2 separate regions of the Mus musculus genome follow, and region 1 is linked to region 2. Evidence: chromatin contacts called from public Hi-C data. All regions are on one chromosome and are shown on one strand. Each heading gives the region's core, a stretch centred on a gene start, on an enhancer-like site or on the middle of the called end of the contact. The rest is flanking DNA. Distances are from core to core; before and after follow the strand shown. Region 1 holds the start of 3110099E03Rik (RIKEN cDNA 3110099E03 gene). Region 2 has its middle 11 kb from the start of Gm31413.

The links. A called contact is a pair of places that touch in the nucleus more often than the background predicts.
Region 1: a Hi-C map of nephron progenitors shows a contact between it and region 2, with 4 times the contacts expected there. The contact joins the promoter of 3110099E03Rik here to the enhancer-like site in region 2. A contact is called at or near these places in 8 of 484 Hi-C or Micro-C datasets (the HL-1 cell line, embryonic fibroblasts, nephron progenitors and 1 more).

What each region holds. Positions count from the first base shown.
Region 1 is chr2:115,510,650-115,514,779 of GRCm38.p6, forward strand. 3110099E03Rik (RIKEN cDNA 3110099E03 gene) reads right to left here and starts at 1,552. Exons shown (of 3, transcript NR_030712.1): 1 at 1,490-1,552.
Region 2 is chr2:115,392,683-115,396,900 of GRCm38.p6, forward strand. No RefSeq gene overlaps it. Among named protein-coding and RNA genes, the nearest start is that of Gm31413, 11 kb to the left of the region's middle. Within about 2 kb of position 1,264, at least 14 of the 459 cell types and tissues checked have an H3K27ac peak or open chromatin away from gene starts, as enhancers often do. A contact at or near this core is called in nephron progenitors, where this site is marked.

The sequences.
Region 1 (4,130 bases), core at 302-2,801, 120 kb after region 2:
AGGCTATTTTTCAAAGTGTTGCGACTAAACCCCGGCCCTGGCTAATGATCATATTCCGTTTCAATAATGGAGTAGGAAGAAAAGCCATATTTCCATGCTTTGTTCTTTTATTCACATAAATAACTACCATTTGGAGAATGCTTTATGGGCAAAAATATACAACACATAAAGCAATGTTTTAAAATTTGAACTAAATCCACCAGAACTGGAAAGATCACCAAAATTAAAAAAAAACGTTGTTAATCATTTTGATTTTTTTTCAAAATATATTTATGAAACAAAACAAGAATATCCTAAAAGAACATTTTAGTTGCTATAGGCATGCATTTTCAATTATAATACCCTTGATTCCTCCCATCCCCAGTAAGAAAACAGACTGCCTCACAACTGCTTTTCCTAGCAGTTTAATTTTGAAAAATCTCTCATCTGTCCCTGCTTGCAATAGATTGGCCTTATGGCTAGGTTTCTCTCATTTTTTTTCTTTCATATTTTTCAGTTAAAGTTACAAGGAGCAAAATCATCTATTTTCAGAGGATTTTGCATGTTTGCTCATCTAAATATTATTTTTAAATGCAGAGCAGCTTATTTCTCTTACATCAACATATTAAGTGTTAGCTACAGCAACTTGTAGCAACACACACAACCCACTGTAAAGCAGACTGGAGCTAAGGGGGGGGGGATTCCTTCAGAGGTCGTATTTTCACTCTGCCTAACTAAACTATAAATTGAGATTACGACAATAAATTATTTTTATGATCTGGGAAGGAAAAGGTATGGGTTGAGTTTTCAAAGATATTTGGGTTTAATTCATATGTTAAATAGGCCAAGGATAACCAAACGTTAGAAGAAATTCAACCTGGACCTATGCTAAATAGAACCTCAAATTAGGCACTCACCACCAAATTAATTAGTAATTGATAAATTCAGTAGAAATATATCATTTCTTCATACTGCAAAGCCAAATAGTATGATTGAAAACTTAAAATACAAAAAAAAAAAAAAATTTAAACAAACAATCCTGACAATCTTTTAATCAAAGCTATTGTTTACAGCGTGGCTTTAAGGTCCTCGTAGTAACATGTTTAACTCGTTAAAAACACTCATTCAGCTATAAAACTACTTTCTTAGGTCATTTGATTCCTCTATAGCAAGCTGAAACCTCCCCCAAATGCCTCCATTGACATTTTTCCAGCAGTTACAATGGCTCTTAGTCCAAATGTCATTTTCTCGTTTCATCTTCAGTTCTCAAAGAGCAATCTGTGAAGCCATAATTTTACACGAATCCCTTTTCAGGTTTAAATGCAGTACACTAACTTTTAATCAGATCCCCGAGGTGTGGCAAATAAAGAGGCCGCTTGTGGAAAAGTCTGTTTTCCTAAGAGTTTAATCGGATACTTCCACACCACAACATTCTGTAGACATGGTTTTCGCTTTGAAAACATAATCTTATCAGAGGGTAGTTGGTGTAAAATCCTGTCTGTTTTCTTACCTTTGAATGTGAGCTCTATTTATACGGTTCCATAAATGATGTCTACAGCTAAGGCATTTCCTTATTGTAGAGTCTTACTGAGCACAGTTAATATAAAAACACGTAACACTTAGCAGGATGTCAATGTAGTTCCCCGGACAGTCTAACCTTATGAAAGCGTCCCCTTCCCATTGGAGGAAAAGACATGACAGCTGCATCTGAACTTGTCTTTCTGGTATTTTCCTCTGGCTGATTTTTTTTTCCCACAATACACAAAGGAGATGGAGTCTTCATTTGTAACCTCCGGTGAAGGTAGGACAGCCCATGAAGGAAATAGACACCCACCTCTCTCTCTGGATGGAAAAGCTAAAGAAACTTGGTGTCCAAAATGCAAGCACTTAATTCTCCTGACTATATTTTAAAATGCAACTGTAGCTTTTCCATAAATCTGTGTGGTGAAATATTTCATAACATTGCATAAGCTCTTCCATGTTTTTTTTTCCTTCCATGCAAGAATGGTTTGCAGAAAGTCCCAATGTTTCACTTTTTCAGCAAGTTACTTATACTTGGAAGTGACTTTACAATTTGTGGGAAAACAATAGGTACTTAGACATAGCCTACTTACCTGTTGCTCTCTGAAAATTCCCAACCGTGAGAGTGTGATTTTACTTCTGTTTTTAGGACATACCACCAACGAGTAGGGCAGGAGAGGCGGTCATAAACAGACCCTCTGGATCTGCGATTGGGCTCAGAGTTTTCTTGACAAATGGAAACAAACTTTCGAGTCCAAAAGAACATTCTGAAACACACCTCAACTTTGGTTTTTTTGGGGGGTAACGGCCCCGTGGAGACTGTCTTTATGAAGGGTCTTAATGAGTGTTCTGCCTGTATTTTTCTACTAGGGATGTCAAATAAGGTTCAAAAGCGAATGTAAACTGTAATGCAGTGACGCGCACTAAAAATAGCCCTATAAATCTGCTCATTTTGTTTAGATAGTCTCCAGAGTTGTAAAAAGTACGACTGCTCAGTTTTAGTATTGTTTTGGAAGAACTAATTCTGCAGAGAACAGACCACTGGCTATTCTCGATTACTTTGCAGAAGGTTTATTAAGGCTGTCTGTAGCCTTAATTTTTCTTTAAAGGAAACTTTATCCTCTATTTTTTCCCTAACTCTAATGGAATCTTCAATGGAAAAAAAAAAAAGAAAGAAAAGAAAAAATAAAATCCATTTATTCATTAGAATTAAGATTTCTCAGAGTAATTTTATCTAAAATGGAAATTAAATTAATTAAAATTCCAAATGGCATTCTCACCTCCAGGAATCAGTCAAAAATATGTTGCTTCCTAAGGTCCCAGTAATAGTCACAGTATTTACACCTAACTTACCATGAGGTTTTAAAAATAACTCCAGGAGAACATTTTTAGGACATTTACAATCTGAATTAGACAACAACAACAACAATAACAAGAAAAAATGAACAAAAAATCAGGCATTTCTCTGTGAAAAATAGCTACTGTAAATTAGGATGTTTGATGAAGGATGTATTTTTAGAAAACCCTGTAATTTGAATTTGAGAGATGGGTCAGGCTGCAGAGGAGAAGCAGGAGCCCTACAAAGGCTTAGGAAGGGGTTTTGTCTTTTCTCTTGAGAAGAAGTGCAGGAGGCACAAGCCCTTCCTTCCCCCTGTCTCATGATAGGCACAGGATTCCAGAGATTGGTCGGGTGACTTTGCACTTAGGCCAAGATTGATTGCAATCCGGGGCTTTGTTTTGTAATGCCTTATCCCAGCGGAGGCATGCATAAACACACGAAATGACTAAACTGGGCAGCCATCTGACCTTTCAGAAAAGAGGCAGTCTTAAAAACTGCATCAACTTTTCTTTGAAGAAACAAGCTTCATGTCATTGAAGGGAGCCTTGCAGCTTAGCTCCTTCGCTGCCACGCAGCCAGACTACACTGGAATTACCAAGAAATAGGAGGACCTAGGCTTTGCGCCTTCTTCTCCCCTCCCCCGCTCCCAACCCTCTTCCCCCTGAGTTCAGAAAGAAAATAGTGTTACTAGTCAAGTGATCATTGTCAAAACCATGGCAAGTGCCAAACAAGGCAGAGCCAAGCGATCATTAGTTCAGCATTCAGCTCAGATTTCTCTAATGTTCAATTAATGGGCTAGATTTCATCCAAGTTGGGATTTTTTTTTCTTTTCTTGTAAAGTCTCGGTAATGCTTTAAACCATCTTTTAAAGGGGTTGTACAAGCCAGGTTTACTGTCTTTAATCGGTTAATATTAAATTTTAAAAACCGAACTACGGATTCTGACAAACTTAGGTATCTCATTTTCATTAAGTGCAGTTTGAAATGACTAGTAAACGGAAGGAAAGAATTTGTTAAGAAATTTACCAGCACCACATTAGAACTGAACGTATGTGGCTTAATGACGTAAGATGTAAATAGCAAATCCAGCTCTCATTTATTGAAAGTTTTGGACTTAGGTAGAGAGGTAACAGAGAAAATTTTGACCCTATCTCTTAAAGCCAGCCTGGTAACTATGAATGAGAATCTGCCTTTCACATAAGTAAATTAATCTAATGTTTCAAATATTGAGAATGCTGTTGTATTTTTTTACTTCTTGACAAATGCCACCACAAAAAAAGCAACTACAAACA
Region 2 (4,218 bases), core at 14-2,513:
TCCAAGGGGGAACAAGCAATGGGGACACACCACTCCTCAGCTCTGACAAAACCTCCATTGTAACTTCTGACATCTTCCTAAAGTTCTGGAACAGATGAAATCATAAAACATAGAGTCGATAATCTAACAAAGAGTGCCACCTTCTACCTCCCTGGCTGTTGAGGTGTCAATGGGTAGTTTTAAAAAAAGATCGCAACAGGGCCTTCGAGAGGAGTGTGTAGGTAAAGGCACTTGCCACCAAACCTGATAATTTGACTGCAGTCCATGGGACTCACTTCTCACATGGTGGAAGGAGGAGAAACAGACTCTCAAAAGCCCTCCAGTCTCTATACACATGCTTTGGCACACACACACGGGGGGGGGGGGGGCGGCGTCGGGGGCGTTGTAAAGACAGAGACAAAGAGAAACAGAGAGACGACAGAAAGACAGAAAGAGAGAGAGACAGAGAGAGAACAATATATAAACAAATTTTTTTTTAATTTACAAACAAATCTTTATGCAAACATTCTAGAAGGAAATCAGAAGATTCTCCGCACTACTTACCTCTTGTGTACAGGCCTCCCAAACTTGCATGACAAAGAAAAACCATTTTGTTGGGAAAACACAACAGAGAAACAAACAAACCTTGGGAACAGCAAGAATTAAATAACATTGTGGTGGTAAGCAAATAAAATAATAAAATAAAAGAGTAAACTAAAATCAAAGCAAAGCCAGCCTCATAGCTTTCTCTCACTGTGTGGTGGAAAAGTGACCTGAGAGGAGAAGGAGGCTGCTGGAGAAAAGAGAGTGGGAAGAGCAGGGAGGGAAGAAGGGACGACGAGGTAGACTGCACTGGGGACATGATCTAAGCATGTATACAAATGTGTGGAGATGTCAGAGTGAAGGCTATTTTACTTTAAACAACCAACATACATAAATAATTACAATAATATAGCATCAAAATATAAAAACCCCCACAGGTGCCAAACCAGTTTTGTATCCGCATATAAATTCTTTAGTGGCACTTTTAAGAAATCCTGAAACAAACTCACTTTGCCATTTATATTTTCCTTGAATTTGGTGATTTCTAACATAAAACTCCATGGGTTGGAAGCATTTGCCTAAGTAAATATGCCGAAGGAAAAACCAAAAACCTTAGCGGCAGAGGAGCTAAAGTGAACCAGCCTATGTCATGATCTTTATTCCTATAACAAACGTAGAATTACTGGGGAGGAAAAAATCCCAAGACCAGAAGCCATTGCCTCTCTAAACCCAGGCCTGGCAGTTCAGTGAGGTGAGCATCGCCCAGCCTGGAAGCTCCGTGAGGTGAGCAACGCCTGGCTGTTTTATAGCCGGAGGGAATCCAGGCGGGTAGTTAAGTGAAATAAAGAATCTCTTTAAAAGCAAACATCAAATTGCAGCCACATCAATCATTCCTTGATTTAAAAACAAAATAAATGAGTGCTTTTCTCCACAGTTGGAAATTTCATTACTTCTGTATGGGCCCGTCTTTGTTTATAAGCTGACTAAGGATTCCTGGAAGTTTTGCTTTCGTTTGGGAAGAGGGGTCAGATTTTTGATGGCCCCAAATGGACCCAAGGGAGTCTACTCCATGACTCAAGTTTAACTTATTTTTCCTTCTCTTCTGAGCTTTTTCTGGTGGCAGAACAATAAATATATCTTTCAAATATGCCGTTATAAAACAGGCTCCCTGCTGTGCTAACTACCCAAGGAGTTACTCACATTATGGGGTCCTAATGAGAGACAGATCTTTCAAACTCACATCTAAAATGTCATTTTGCACACGGTTGTTTTATTGCCTAAGAAGCAGTGATCCTACAAGGAAATGGTTTATTACACTGAAGCAAGAAGGTGGGGGTAGGTGGTGAGAATCTACTGAATTAAAAAGATGGACGGAAAGAGACTGAGAATATGTGTTACGGAGGTAACTTAGTGATTGACTGTTTCTATTGGTTGTGCTAATTCAGAAACTGGTTGAGATGTTCAATACAAGAAGAAAATATGTTAAGAAAAATGCTTCTAAGTTTTTGAAAGGGAATAGTTGAGATTTTCAGAGCTTGGACCTCTGGAAAGAATCTAGTACGAAAAAAAAGTGTCCTTTGAAAATGAATTAATAGCAAGAGTACATTGCACAGAGTCCAAAGTAGATATGAACTCAGAAAACTGAATGATAGAGGTAAACCCAGGTCACCTGTCATTTAGTGAGAATGAGACACAGTTGATGAAACCTGCAGCCTCTACCTCTTAATAAGGACATAAGTACAATATCACAAAGCCTAAGAGAAAGTTCTCCTTATTTGAACTCATCTGTAAGGCTGTTTTTCTAATATTGCCCATGGCTGAGATCGACCTCCAAAACTCTATGCCCAGCATAGCCCCTTGGTTGATGCAGGAATGCATTCAGGAAAAGCAAGGGAATCCTTTTTAGATAAAATAACAGATGCACATGACCTAAGTGGAAGTCTACTGTAAGGAATTTAGTGTAGTTCACCTTCCTCATGGACAGCAATGATCATTGTCAAACAATAACAAACACAACAACTCAACATCTTCACTGCTAAGGAATTTGCATTCATTCTTCTGATGCCGGGAATCCCAGGGATGGGGGCCTGCTCTCCTTTCCTCCCCCCCCCACCTCTGAACTCTCATTCTGTGTGATGCTCTAGAACCCGACTCTCATCTGCTTCCTAAAGTTACTCTTTTCTCTCCTCGTCTTCACAAAGCATGGCATTCGACTCTAGCTATTGCAGGCTGGAAATTTCATTATGGTTTGCATGGACTGGAACAATAAAACACAGGCTATAAGCAAGTTAAATTACTCACTGCCAATGCTGCTACTGGAATTTCTGGAAAGTCAAAGCCCTCCTTAGACCGATTCTTCCCTATGTCCCTAAAGCCTTTTGCTATGTCAACTATCCTTCTTTGATTGCCCCGTTCTTTTTATGAACAGATATTTTCATCATAACTGGGAAAGTCCAATTCCCTACATTTCCACCATCCTTTCCTCCTTTCTTATTCCAGTTCATGAATAACACTTATCAAGGGCGACTTTGAGGAAGAGAAATGTTGGGATTAAGAGAAACCTCAGTTACAAAACAAGAAAAAGTGTATGTGTGTGTGTATGTGTGTGTGTGTGTGTGTGTGTGAAAGAGAGAGGGGGGTGATTTGTGTCTGTGTAAGAGTGAGAGTGTGTATGTATTTGTGTTTGTGAGAGTGTGTATATGAGTGTGTGTGTGAGCATGTGTATACATGTTCAGTGTACTTATATTGCTCGCTTACTCTCTCTGACTGTGTGTGTTTGTATGAGGGATATGTTTGTGTATAAGTGTGTACATGTGTTGGTGTGTACATGTGTGTTGGTATACTTGTATATCTCTCTTCTCTTCTCCCCTCCCCTCCCCTCCCCTCCCCTCCCCTTCTCTCTCTCTCAGTGTGTGTGTGTGTGTGTGTGTGTGTGTGTGTGTGTGTGTGTGTGTGTTGGTATACCTGGAGACTAGATATCTAGTTCAGGTATCATTCTTTGCTACCTGTCTCCTTTCCTCCCTTGATTACAGGTGACAGTGGACCACTTAGGCTGGATTCCCATGAGTACTTGGGATCCAAAACCAGGCCTTCATGTTGTGAATAGGCACTTAGAGCTATCTCTTCAAGTCAAAGATATAGTTTGTGATTAAGATGATATTTTTGTACTTTCTAGTGTGATGGCCTTTTCAAAGAGAATCTTAGTGGAGAACATTTCACAATATATCACATTTCACTTGCAGATAATTTTAATGTGCAATGGACATTTCAAAAACAGAAATTATGTTAATAACAAAGGAAACCATAAGCTCTATCCTTATTAAACACCAAATATTCTATAAGGTATTTTTCTGCTCTAAAATAATACACAAGACTCATTGATTTTTATAAAACTTTACAAGAATATAATGACCCAATTCCTAAAAACTCGGATTTGCAGACCATCAAAACGCATAAGGCAATATTTGTAAGCATACAGTTTTAAGATTTGACTATAAAGAATAGGCACTTCTGAGCCATCAGCTGTCTTCCGTCTTTCTAAGCTCTATGTCTCTTTACTGTAGAATCACTATGCTTCCCTCTCACTGCCTCTCTAGGAAAGAGCTCACCTACCTGTTTTGGCTGCTTCAGATACACTGAACCTTCTGTTTCTAAAATATTGACGTCTCGGCTAGACAAAGCCAGCATTGTGCTCCC